Linked DNA regions of Mus musculus: region 2 is linked to region 1. The links are chromatin contacts, called in public HiChIP or PLAC-seq maps. All regions are on one chromosome and are shown on one strand. Each heading gives the region's core, a stretch centred on a gene start, on an enhancer-like site or on the middle of the called end of the contact. The rest is flanking DNA. Distances are from core to core; before and after follow the strand shown.

The links. HiChIP or PLAC-seq counts read pairs in DNA pulled down with a chosen protein or histone mark.
Region 2: a contact with region 1 is called in an H3K4me3 HiChIP or PLAC-seq map of bone marrow-derived macrophages, with 4 times the contacts expected there. The contact joins the enhancer-like site here to the promoter of Vcl in region 1. A contact is called at or near these places in 1 of 39 promoter capture datasets (neutrophils), 1 of 484 Hi-C or Micro-C datasets (cardiomyocytes), 7 of 115 datasets of contacts at active chromatin or transcription factors (the NIH/3T3 cell line, bone marrow-derived macrophages, embryonic forebrain and 3 more) and 4 of 9 other capture datasets (adipose tissue, embryonic stem cells, liver and 1 more).

Annotation. Positions count from the first base shown.
Region 1 is chr14:20,924,742-20,931,198 of GRCm38.p6, forward strand. It overlaps Vcl (vinculin), which reads left to right and starts at 4,657. Exons shown (of 21, transcript NM_009502.5): 1 at 4,657-4,947. The coding sequence starts at 4,780.
Region 2 is chr14:20,761,612-20,768,573 of GRCm38.p6, forward strand. It overlaps Camk2g (calcium/calmodulin-dependent protein kinase II gamma), which reads right to left. Exons shown (of 21, transcript NM_001360186.1): 6 at 4,542-4,614; 7 at 4,301-4,403; 8 at 3,785-3,868; 9 at 3,250-3,344; 10 at 2,535-2,657. Among named protein-coding and RNA genes, the nearest start is that of Camk2g, 29 kb to the right of the region's middle. Within about 2 kb of position 4,515, at least 132 of the 459 cell types and tissues checked have an H3K27ac peak or open chromatin away from gene starts, as enhancers often do. A contact at or near this core is called in the NIH/3T3 cell line, adipose tissue, bone marrow-derived macrophages and 1 more, where this site is marked.

The DNA.
Region 1 (6,457 bases), core at 3,407-5,906:
TATTATTTATAACTTACAATTGATAAAATCTAGCATATCTGACACTGTTCCCCGTCATTAGTGGCCTTCAGACTAATCATAGAGTAGAGAGTCAGTTGAGCTCGCCACAATCAAGAGCAGATGCCGCACAGGCTTTAATGTCTGAAGGTTATAATCTTGTGGAAATTTACTTTTGCATCTTTATCTTTGAGTTGCATGAACACTTTCTTCAGTCTGACTAACTTAAGCACTGACCTGGAATATGGCCCTCCTTCAGACTTTCTCATTCTGGAATGTCTGCTCCATGGCCTGCCTAAGCAAACATGATTCATCCCACTGCCCCTCAGATCCTTTCGTATCCATAGGCCGATGGGCATCTCCTACCTGGAATTTGAGCAGCGTACAGTCTTTAGGACCAGCTTTATTCTTGGGAATGGAAGGTATTTTAGAATTTTGCTTACCATAATTCACAAGATTTATATCAAAATAGAAAGCTCTAGGTGGAAATGTTGGGACAAAACTCTCAAAGACAGACACTACCAGGAAGTTTTGGAGGCTCTGAATATTATACATATTTGTCATTGCTCTCTTTCCCTGGACTTTTTGTTGTTTGTTTTTAGACTGTATCTTATGTTTCCAGGCTGGCCTTGAACTCACTATATTGTAGAAGACGACTTTGACTTTCTGATCCTCCTACTGCCATCTCCAGCTTTCTGGGATTACAGGCATGGACCATCATACTTGGTATTCTAGGTCCAACTCAGGATCTCATGTATGCTAGGCAAGCACTCTGCCAACTGAGACACATCTTCTGCCCTCCTGAACTCTTTATACACATTCTTTCACTGATTTTTACACAAAGCCTATGAAGGTTGTGGCATTATTTTATTTATAGTTCAGAGAGAAGAAAAGCCACTTATGAGATCTGTCTCTTGGTCAAACTGTAAAGCTAGGATTACTTTGAATAGCAATGCTTCTGAGTTCTTTGCTTTTTGTGTTATTTAACCCATCTGTATGTCATGTATGTGGAGGTTAGGAAGTAGAAAGTAGTAAGATTGGTCTGGGCCCAGACTCTGGAAGGTGTCAGTGTTAACACGTATTAACAAGTATCAAGGAAGATGTTAGAGGATGCATGTGAAGATGGAGAGATACCTCGGATGGGGATGGCAGGAGCTGGCTACCTCCCCACTTCCAACCCGATGCTATAAAGTTGGCTCTCCCACCATCAACTCTTTAAGAAGTTATTACCCTGACAGTTATCAGGCTTCACTGCTTGTTTGACCTTATAAGGTCTCCTCACCCTGCACCTTGTAGATGAAGCATTTTCCAACACCCCTGTCCTGGCCATATGTTGTCCCTGAGACCCTAACCACCTCCTCAGAGCCATAAATACCCCGTTCTCCCCCCAACAAAAGAATCAGTTCTCTGAAGCTGTGTTTATTGAACTCAACTTATCACTGAACAAGATCCTGCACAGCACCCATCTGTGCCTGGTTAAGCTTCCCTCCTTCCAGCCCAGTGGACAATGGGCCTGGCTACCTAGAGGGAGAAGCTGACAGGGCTTGGGGGCTGAAAGAACACTAACTGGGAATGGCACAGACCTTTGAAACCTTAAAGCCAGTTACACACCTTTTCCAACAAGGCCGTATCTCCTAATCCTTCCCAAACAGTTCCATCAACTGGGGACTCATTATTCAAATATAAACCACTACATTTAAACCACTACACCATGTTGTAGAACTGGACAATGTTTTTTTTTTACATTAGTGTTTTTTAGCTTATTTTATTGTTTTATGTATATGAGTGTTTTGCCTGCATGTATACCACTTGCATGCAATGTACTACTTGCATTCAGTGCCTACAAAAACCAGAAGTGGCCATTGGAGTCTCTGGAACTGGAGTTATGCATGACAATGAGCTGCTAGGTGGGGGCTGGGTCCTTGGGAAGAGCAGTTAGTGCCTTTAATCACTTAGTCATTTGTCTAGCCCCTTTATATTAATTTTGATGAATTTCCATAACGAGGTGTGTTTCTTGGGAGCTATTGACTTTTTTGTTCGTTTGTTTGTTTGATTTTTTTTTTTTTTTTTTTTTTTTTTTGAGACAGGGTTTCTCTGTGTAGCTTTGGCTGTCATGGAACTTGATCTGTAGACTAGGCTGGCCTTGAACTCACAGAGATCTACCTGCTTCTGTCTCTGAAGTGCTGAGATCAAAGATGTGCACCATCACCACCAGGCTCACTATTGACTTATTAAAGAGTCAGTAATGGTCAGACTATTATTGCCTATGCAACCCAGCCTGCCCATTTGGTATGCAAACAGTGCAGTTGCACAGGTTCCTGCATTCAGAAGCACTTCATGCTGGTGCTTGTTGCCTTCAAATATTGTCTCCTAGTCTGTTATGTAGAAAAATAATTCATTTGAGCCTTCGGTCATGAGTCTTGGATAGGTTTTCAGCTGCTGGTTCTCCTGTTCTTTTGGCCCTGCTGAGTCTCCATTTCCCTGCTTTGGCCCAGTCATCATTGCCATCTTTCCTACCTTGGTCTAACCTCAGGGTATATTTCCTCCAGTGTCTAGGGATGAAGCACGGTGATAGCCATTCCAAAACGGTAGCAATGCCACAGCATGTTTAAGGATGGAGTCAATGAGGGTAAATTATTTTTGAAGATCACTCGTTTGCTATGGGCTTAAGGAAGGAGGCCTATGGGAAATACCTGCCTTGGATTCTTTCTTCCTAGCAACTAAGAGAAGAATTACAAGTTAGTGGAGTGGAGGGGTTCCCAAGTTCTGGGAAGGTTTGTAGTTAACCCCAAAATCCCTCTGTCCAGGAGATAGGTCATTAAGTAATAAGCAAAACACAATGATGAACTGAGAGACTCCAGAGAAAGAAGTCTGACGTTGAATGGCCCAGGAAGCTCTTATCAAAGGCAGACAGAAATGAGCTCCCTCCTGTACAGCTTTGTTTCAGTTGGAGGCAGAGCCTCTGCATTCATGGTTATTTATTAAGGTGGTTTTGTTTGTTTTGTTTTTGAGTCAGTGTCTCAAGCAGCCCAGGCTGTCATCAAACTTGCTAGGTAGCCGAGGAGGACCTTGAACTTCTTCTAATCCTCTTGCCTCCAACTCCTGGGTGACAGACAAAATTATAGGTGTGTATGAACACCATGTCCTTGTTTTGTGATGCTAGAGGCTGACCTAAAGCTTTGTGTATGGTAGGCAAGTACTAAAGCTTTGTGCATGGTAGGCGAGTGCTCTTTACCAACTGAGCTCATCCCCACCTCAAGAGAAAGTTCAAGACTTGGTAACCACAGAGCAGAAACGGGGGTATGTACTGCTAGACACACAGAACTTTAGAGCTGGGTAAGACAACATGTGGCTTGGCCTTCTGCAAAATGTGACATCCTGAGAAACATTTTTCTTTGACTTGAGGATCTTTCATTTGAAGGCATTAATGAATGTGTTTCCTCTCAGAATGAGGAAGCTTGGGCAAGAGAACTTGAGGTTAGGAAAACATGCAGATGTCTTAAATGTGGTGAGGGGATTGGGCAATTTGGCCCTACTTACAGACTTGTTAAAAAGTATCCACTTTTGAATTTTCATTTCACTTTTTTTTTTTTTTTGAGATGGGGGTCTTGTCATGTTGCTCAGACTGGCTTGGAACTCCTTCCTCAAATGATCCTCCTAACCCTGCCTCTGGAGTGCTGTTGTAACTACAAATAGATGCTCATCACAACCACAAAAGGACTACCCCTCCAGGATGGCCTCAAACTTTCTTTGTAGTGGAGTATGACCTTGAACCCCTGATCCACTTCCCTAGTGCTGCTGGTATACGGGCCCACTCTATCAAGGCTGATTTTGCGTAGTGCTGGGAATCAAACCTAGGGCTTCTTACATTCTAGGCAAACATTTTAGCAACGGAACCAGACCTAAGTAGATTTGCAAAAATGGGATACCAGTCGCTAAAACAGAAGGTGGCAGACAGACTTCTACTCACCAAAAGCGAAAGATTAGCAGGTAAATTTCATTAAGTCTCTAGTTCTACGGAAACGTTCCTATTTATTTAGAAAACACGTATTTGCAAGTGAACGTGTACACGGAGGTCTAGAAAGTGCCACACCAAACTTAACTGTGACTATCCGAGGGCAGATAGTACAAATCAATGGGTACTCATGTTTCTCGGTGTGTTTTTGTTGTCTGGATCTTTTTACTTCCTCGTGAATTACTGGGAGGTGACGGAACAGTGTTCTGACTGCGTCCGGTGACGGTAAAGGGGAGCACCCTGCGGGGAGACCGGGGGAAGCCGAGGTCCCCTCTCTCTGGCGCTGCCTGAGGTGAGGATATCCCGCCCTACTGAGGTGATCCTGCGGAGGGGCGGAGCTCCGCCACTCTGAGGCGGGAGGCGGCTCCTGGGGGCGGGGCCAGTCCAGTGCAGTCGCTCGCTCCGCTCCCACTATGCCCTTATAAGGAGCGCCCCGCGAGAGGGTTCGGGAATCCGGTCGCAATCCCTGCGGCGCAGCCCCAATCCCAGGCCCCTCCCTTGGGAATGGGGGCGGGGCGGGACCTTAGCGGCTCTGCCTTGGGGGCGGAGCTTATCGAAGTAAGACCAATAGGAGCCACAGTCCGGCTCTGAGTTGCGTTACCATTGGGCGCGGCGACGTGAGAGGGCGGGGCGCCTGTGGGGCTAGTTACGCCGAGGGAAGCCCGGACTCTAGTCGCCGCTCCGAGTCAGTCACTCGCCGCCGGCTCCCGGCCCTACGGATCCCAGTTTTCTGTTGCCCGCGGTACGCCGCCCCGCTAGCCGCCGCGATGCCGGTGTTTCACACGCGTACGATCGAGAGCATCCTGGAGCCGGTGGCGCAGCAGATCTCGCACCTGGTGATTATGCACGAGGAGGGCGAGGTGGACGGCAAAGCCATTCCTGACCTCACCGCGCCCGTAGCCGCCGTGCAGGCGGCCGTCAGCAACCTCGTCCGGGTGAGCGCGCCGGGCCTGGGACGGGAGCGCGGGCGGGAGAAGTCCCCAGGGTCCCGGTCCGCCTCGCTGCTTGCATTCGCAGGCGCTTGGAGCGTCGGGTGGACTCCAGGGCAGGTGCCGTGGTTTCGAATGCCGATTTCTCTGGGCTGTGACCTTGAGCAAGCCACTGAGCCTGTCGGGGACCTCAGTTTCCTCATCTATAAAATGGGACACTTGTGTGAGAAATCCTGCCTTGGGGCTGTGCTGTGAAGAGTCAGCGAGCTTTTAGTTGTGAAGTGCCTAGGGTGTGTGTGCCCGTAGTAGGCGCCCAAGAAATGGTCGTTAGGTTGTCTCACGGTCCCTCCCCTGGGCAGGCTCGCGTCACTTGCGTTGAGTACCTTGCTCTTAGCTCCTTTTTAGGCCTCTCCTCTCCAACCTGTGGGTGGTTTCTCTTATGGTCTCCCTGCCCTAACTTCCAAGGATTCTTATTTGCACCGGGCTGCTCGCCTTTCTAATACTTCTGTCCCCTGAGACCCACCTGCCCAACCCTCCCCTGGGATCCTGGTGTCTGTCGCTTCTACCCAACTGCTTGGCTTCTTCCTCTCTCTGTCGCCGCCTCCTTTCCTTCGGGGCATTTTGCTCACACCTCCGGGGACTCTTAGCACCTTTAGACAGTAATTCATAACCAGGAGCCCTGCTTGCCCTCTGCCTGACCCCATGGCCGTCATTTTATTCCTTCCATGAAGCTGTCTATCCATCTTTACTGCTGTCAAATGGCTTTCTTTCACTGGGGCCTTTCCAGATTTGGGGGGCCTCCTCCTCTGCCCCTCCTTCTGGCAGGAAGCAAGATGGAGCTGCTGTGAGAGGCCTGTGGAATCTGGGATCTGCAGCCCCTGCCTGAGGGGAAGGCTAGGGCGTTCTTTGCCAGTCCACACTTTTCTGCCTGCCCCTAGCTATTTATCGATCTTTGTAGCCCACTTCTGAAATGGGAAAAGAGATAGAGAGACTAGTCTCGTAACTGTACCCTGGCTAATGTCACACTTGCTCCAGGCTGGGTGTGACTCAGACTGCTGTTCCCTGTGAAGAACAACTCAGGAAAAAGTTCATACTGCTTTCCGAACCAAGCTGTGTAAATGGTGTGTCAGGGTAGTTGATAGGTAACTGTCTGTCGGGTGGGGCTTGTGTTATTTATCGGATTATAGGACTTTAACGCATGAAATGACTTCCTGGGTCTTCAGGGGCCTGGGACTGTCTCAGGCATTTTAGGAGACCTGTGGCAGCAAGTAGGAGGGGGAGGGGGAGGGGAGAGGAGGGAGGGAGAGAAGGGAGGGCGGAACTAGGGACTGAAATTTCTGTTCTTCTGTACTGATTAAGTAAGAAACTATTGAGTAGGAGCAGTGTACTCATTCAGACTGTCTATCTTGTTCTTGTTCTCTTTGTAGCTAATTTTAATCTTAGACCCCAGAGTACATTCTTATGTAGTGTTGTCTGACATGGCTGCATTCCAGGCCTCTGGTTTTTCAACAAATGG
Region 2 (6,962 bases), core at 3,265-5,764, 160 kb before region 1:
CCACCTCGTGCTGACTCCCTACCTGCAATCTAACCCAAGTCTCAAATGGGTCCTTCCTGGAGCCCAGGGTAGATCTCTGACCTAGGCTCAGAAAGCCCTTTCTCCCTTTGTTCTCTAAACTCATCCTTCTTCAACCAATCTCCTATATTAGGTTCTCTTTTGTAATCTTTACATTCTATTCAAACTTCCATCAAACAAAATCTTAAAAACAACACTACCACCACCACCCACTGAATTGGAGGATACTGTATTGTGGGAAATAAGCCAGATGCGCTTGCAGGCATTATTTACTATTTGCTCCCTCTCAATTATGGAAATTAAAAAAAGAAGAAGAAGAAAAGCAGGTAGCAAAAGGGTGCTCTTGGGGAGGAGCCAGGTTCAGTTCCCAGAACCCACATGGTAGCTCACAACCATCTGTTAACTCCAGTTCCAGGGGATCCAATGCCCTCTTTTGATCTCCAAGGGCACCAGGGCCCCATGTGGTGCATCTACATATATGCAGGCAAGACATTCACGAACATAGAAATTTTAAAGTAAATCTTAAAAGTAAAGACAAGTATTAGTGATTCCTGGAGGCTAGAAAGGAGGTTCGTGGGGTAGAGGTATTGAATAGTGCATGGTGTGGCATATGCAAATTATCACAATTAGCAGTGCACATTTATATCTACAACTATGTATTAACAAAGGGAAGCAAAAAATGAACAAAGCTTCCTGACCCAAGTTCTTCCTGTAAGGAGTATCAGCCATTTGCTCCTTCACTGCCTGGCTTCCCAGCCTTCAGCCTCAGGTCTCTGCAGACAAGGGAGTTTCTCTCCTATCATATTCCGCTATCTCTGTGAAATAACGAAACCATGGCCTCTGGTCAGTTAAAGCTAGAGGTTCCTTCCTATCTTAGTGGAGGACTTGTTCAGCATCTGGCCGCTGCCGCTCTCACTAAGGCCCACTTGTACGTTCTCAGTCCCTGTATCTTCTTCTCAACCTCTCTGCATGACTCTTTTAACTCCTTGTCCTTAAATGCTTGTATTTAGCGGCTCTCTCTTCTCTTGCTGAAGCAACATAAGCCGGCAATAAGAATCTGTTCAGCACAAGAACAACTTCATATATTTCCAATTCCTCACCATCACCTATGAGAGAACGGCAGGGCACATTTCCAACTTCTCATGTCTATAGCCCCCTCTTTTGCACACTCCATGCCCTCTTTTTAGTGCTGGTATTCTTCTGGGTCCACGAACTGCACAGCCATCTGCTCACTGACCGATTAAACACCCATCCACTTGCCTCTCCTTCAGATTCTCTTCTTTGGCGGCACTACCCACTCCTCCATCATCCCCCTCAGCTGAGACCTCACCTGGCCTTCCTTAGACAGTTGTGACAGCTTTTTGCCTCTCTGCCTCCAGCCTCAGCAATTCCATTTCCTACAGAGCTTCCAAATGTGATGTTAAATGCAAATAGCATGCTGTCTTTAAAACTCTACACTTTAGAATACAATCTTCAACTCTTTAGGCAGAGGATGGTATGACATACAACCTTTTTCTGGGGGGTGGGGAGTAAGGGGGTTGGTTTTTTGAGACAGGGTTTCTCTGAATAGCCTTGGCATTCCTGAAACTTGCTCTGTAGACTAGGCTGGCATCAAACTCAGAGATCTGCCTCCTAAGTGCTGGGATTAAAGGTGTGCACCACTGTGTCATGCAATTTTTTTCCCCCTCATTCTTTTGCAATCCTGGTCATGGTAAAGCAACTACTAACATTCCTTGCAGGTGACGTTCTCCTGTGACCTCTCACTCTCTCCATATTAACCTCTGTCTATAGAGTAACACCTGGATAGATCGTCTTCTCCACAAAACCTTCTGTGACCCTATCAAGGGCAGCAGACACTCCTGGATGTGTGTTTGTCAGATTACAGGCATGGTTGCTGGTTTGAATGCCTGTTTTCCCAAATCTTTGGGGCAAAGACCATGGTCCTGTTCATCTTCAGGAACTGTCTGGTGACCAGCACAAAAGGACATTCAATAAGCATGGGAAATGAAAAACTTATCATTGTTCAAGATGCTATACTATACCAGCCCTTTCCTTTGTCTGGGTTAGCTGTTTCAGCTTGATAGAACCACGGATGGAAACAGTGTATCAGCCTGCACTGAGGGCCTAGGAGGGGCTCCTCAGCACTCAGCTGAGAGCCGGCCTCATGCTGAGCTTCAAGAGCCTCCCGCCTTTGTTCATTCACTGGGTCCTTGTCAGAGTTGAGGCCCACATATACCCCAAGCTTGGGACTCCACACTGGGGTATCAGCTGTTTTCCACCATTAACTACCTCTTCCAATCCAGCAACAGACCCAAACCACAGCCTCACAACAAGCGCGAGAGACAAGTGAAGACCTATGAGCACTTTTTAACTCCCAAGTCCCCCTGATGACATTTCCTGACCCTGGCCTCCACTCACACCTCCCCAGCCCTCCTCCTGAATCCTCCTTAGAGAAGTTCAAGGAGTGCCCCAGGGCTGCCACACCCAATCTCCAAGGCCTGGGAAAAGACACTTACACAGACCCATGGGTGCTTGAGAGCCTGGTCGGCCGTGATGCGCTTTGCAGGGTTTATGGTCAGCATCTGGTTGATCAAGTTCTTAGCTTCAGGAGTGACTGTGTCCCATTCTGGTGATGGGAACTGAGGAGCGGGAACAGGGAAAAGGGAGACAGGAAATTTGTGAGCCTTCTACCCTGAAATGTAACCCGACTTCATTCCAGCTCTTACAACTGAGATACTTTGTGGTACCCAAGAGTGGGTATGCTGTGCCAACTCAAAGAAGACAGAATGATAAGTGTAAGGGTGTCCATGTATCATGTCGGTGAAGGAAGGGAACTGACATTTTCTGCTTCACCTTTCTCTTTTTACTAAGGAGAAAACAGGTTTTGCAATGTGCCCAAGGTTCCAAAACAGTGGAGAAGCCTCTAAAATTCTCCCTCTGTAATATAACATGCCACGTAGTTTCCCCATTCTTTGTGGAAACAGACCAAAGAGCTTCATTGAGTTCCTTAATTTTATAGCTAACAGGAGCATTTAAAAAAAAAAAACAAAACCTGTTCCCTGTATATAAGGTGGCAAGAATTGAGTCCTGTATGCCCATCCTTGGGTCCTCAAAGTCCCCTGATGCCCTGTTATCAAGTGACAATATCACTACTCCCTTGGACAGACCCTTAGGGGCAGGGACTCTGTCCTTCCAGGAGTGACTGCTCAGCTCTCAGAACCCCATCCTTACATCGTAGGCTCCAGCTTTGATCTGCTGATACAGCTTGTGCTGATCCTCATCCCAGAAGGGAGGGTAGCCCACCAGGAGGATATACAGGATGACCCCTGCGAGACAGAACACACAGGTCACTGGGGTCACTCACCTACCCCTGAGGAACCAAGAAAGGCCATGCAGGGCTCAGAACCACCCAGAAGGGCAAGGCTGGGCCAGAGTTAAAGGTGGACGCCAGTAGATAATGCCATCCCTCCTGTTGTGCCTCACTCCTTACGGCACCAAGCCATGTCAGAGACTTCTTTAGTCTATCCTCTAAGGTGTGGACGAGCCCTTCTCCAAGAAGGATACAATATAATACAGGAAGTCACTTGGGAAGTAAGCATGACAGGAACAGCTCTCCCAAGGGAAGGAGAACAAACAACACCATGATTTCACATACAGCAGGCACCGTGGAACCCAGAAGGGATGGGTGTAATGCCTCTTTTTCTTGTCATCACAGGAAGCCAAGGGCCCAGAACACCAAAGAGCCGAGGGTATGGAATGGGCTTACCGCAGGCCCAGATGTCCACAGGTTTTCCATAGGGATCTTTCCTCAAGACCTCAGGGGACAAGTAACCTGGGGTGCCGGCAAAACCTGTAGCAGAAGAGAGGGCAGAGCCAAACTGAACCCGCTTTCTCTCCCAGTAAGGCCACATCTGTAATTCCCTCCAAAGCCCTCCTAATGCTGGTTGCTTTTACTATATAAGCTTTGACTCAGTACCGAGGCCGCAAAAGATGACAGGCTGGGCTACGTGCAGTGCCTGGAATCTAAATCAGAGGGCAAGTACTTGTGCCTACCAGGAACTCAAACACCTCCCCAGAGGCAATAAGAATGCAGTGCTGACAGCAGCCAGACCCACTGTAATGAGTCATGAGGGCGAGGAGGGACCTGGGGGGGCACCCTCCTCCACTTTCTGAAAAGGCCAGGACCATTAAAGGCCTGACTTCTAGTTCTGAAAGAGGAAGGCAGACCAGGAAAAGGAGGAAGGGTGGAGGCTGCATTCTCGGAAGACAGGGTCACCCTTACCAAACCAAGCCTGCTGCTCTCCCTGTACTTCGATGGCCAGGCCAAAATCAGCTAGCTTGACCGCAGCACCCTTGCATTTACTCGCCAGCAGCAAGTTCTCAGGCTGCAGAAGGAACAAAGAGAACCTTATGAGGGAGGCATCCACCCTGGAGCCCAAAGGGAGCCTACTTTGGGCTCACAGCGCCACTATCTAGCACCAGGGGGCGCCAACGAGTCACAAGTAGTCAGCCCGGTTGAGTACCTTCAGATCCCGGTGGACGATGTCATGCTGGTGGATGTGGTTAACACTCTCCAGGATCTGATGTATACAGTGGCTGAAAGGACAGCACAAGCGATGTCAGTGCAGGGCTAAACCACCTCACCGACGACTGCCTGTGCGGACTACACTCACCGAAATACAAGCTAGAACCCTGGGCTTTAAATGTTATCTAGCTCAACCTATTTTGCTTTTATTTTTTAATTGAAAAATAACTACTGACTTCTGAGGGACAATGGGAGATTCTGCTACAAGCACATCACCATATACCTCACCTCAAATGCTTATTCTTTCTAGTGAGAACATTAAAAATCCTTTTTTTTTTTTGTACGTTTTAAAACCTTGCCAGGTGTAGGTGGCGCACACCTTTAATCCCAGCACTCAGGAGACAAAGGCAGGCGGATTTCTGAGTTCGAGGCCAGCCTGGTTTACAGAGTGAGTTCCAGAACAGCCAGGGCTACATAAAGAAACCTGGTCTTGAAAAAGCTAAACCAAACCAAACCAAACCAAACCAAACCAAACCAAACCACCAACATTACTAACTCGAATCACCTGCTGTGCTTAACTACAATGCAGGAATCCATCCCCCTATCTGACCACCACCTCTCTTTCCTCACCTACACCCACCTACTCTGGCTTCTGCTAACCACTATTCCTCTTTCCCTCACGAGGGCATCCTTTTTAGATTCCACATGTAAGTAAGATCATGTGGTATTTGTCTTCCTGTGCCTGGCTTGTCTCACTGAACATAACGTCATCCAGGCTCACCTATCCTGTCATAAGTGATAGAATTTCCCGGCCTTTTTAAGGCTCAGTAGTATACACTACTCTTTTTTTAATCCATTCATCTGCTAATGGACATTCAGGTTGTTTCCATATCTTGGTTATTGTGAATAATGCTGCAATGAACGTGGGTGTACAGACATTTAACATCCTGATTTTAATTTCATTGGGTATTTACCCAGTAGTGGGATTGCTGGATCATATGGTACTTCTATTTTTAGTTTTTCTGAGAAACATCCATACTGTTTTCCAAAAATGGCTATACTAATTACAATACCAACAGTATATAAAGGTTCCTTTTTCTTCCTTCCTTCCTCCCTTCCTTCCTTTCCTTTTCCTGTTTTGAAGTCTTCCTGCTATGTAGCATAAGCTGGCCTGTAACCTTTTGTGACCCAGGCTGGCCTTGAATTCATGATCCTCCTGCCTCAGCTTCAGGACCACTGGGATTATAGATGTGTGACACTCAGCTAAGAGCTCTCTTCCCTCCTCATCAAGACTCTCCACAGGGATGGAAAATGAGGTAAAGTTATGTGGGCTTTCTAGGGTGACAAAGCCTTAAGGCAAGGACTGGAATTTGTTTTCTAGGAATGGAAAGATGCTGAATATTCCTAAGGAAGGCGAGAACCTCTAACCCTTTCCTCCTCTTTCCTCAGAAGCAGACATTTTTTGTTTTGTTTTGTTTTTTGGTTTTTTTTTTCGAGACAGGGTTTCTCTGTGTAGGCCTGGCTGTCTTGGAACTCACTCTGTAGACCAGGCTGGCCTCGAACGCAGAAATCCACCTGCCTCTGCCTCCCGAGTGCTGAGATTAAAGGTGTGCACCACCACCGCCCAGCGCACTTTTTCATAGAGGAGGGGCTTATGCCGTATCTTGGGAAGACAGCTGGTGGGCACAGCCTTCACTTGTTCAAACATTTACTGTGTGACTCTTAACAGTGTTTTCTTTCTTGTACTACCTAAGATATTAACTGCTCTAAAGTTTCTCAACTAGTAGGGAGGTAAGAGAAGCCCATAGATTCCTTCCAGAAAGATTATGTTTAAGAGGGCCCTTAAATAGGATGTCTACATAGCGTTTCTGATGCTTTTGTACAGAAAAAAGCCAACCTAGCTCAGAACCACATGTTGGTCCTGTTTATGAAAGCAGACTGTTCACCTTGCAAACGCTCCTGCTAGTCCTATAGGTAGACTCCTGGTGGCAGGTGTGAGTACTCCAGAGCAGTTTCCACTCACTCGGAGGGTGAGTGTGCCCTTCACGAGACATCTGGCAATGTCTGGAAATAACTGTGGTTGGCACAACTTGGAACGGGGGGACTCTGCTGACTGATATGCGTCTAAGTTCTCTTCGTACATAGGAGAGACCTTTGTAACAAAAAAATTATCTGTGCCAACTGAGGCTGAAGAACACTGGTACGTGGGTACGTGCCCAGTCAGCAGCCTCCACCAGGTGTGCAGGGCAGACCTGCAGAAGATCCAGGTGTGCCAGCCTACGGAGCCTGCACTTACAGTTTGTTTCTCTGAAATCTGGTACTGGGGGTCCTATGAGAGTCAAAGGGTCAATGGATGTCATCAGACTTGGACACTGAGGCTCAGGGCCTCCTACAGCAGAGAACCCAATAGTTTGCCAAA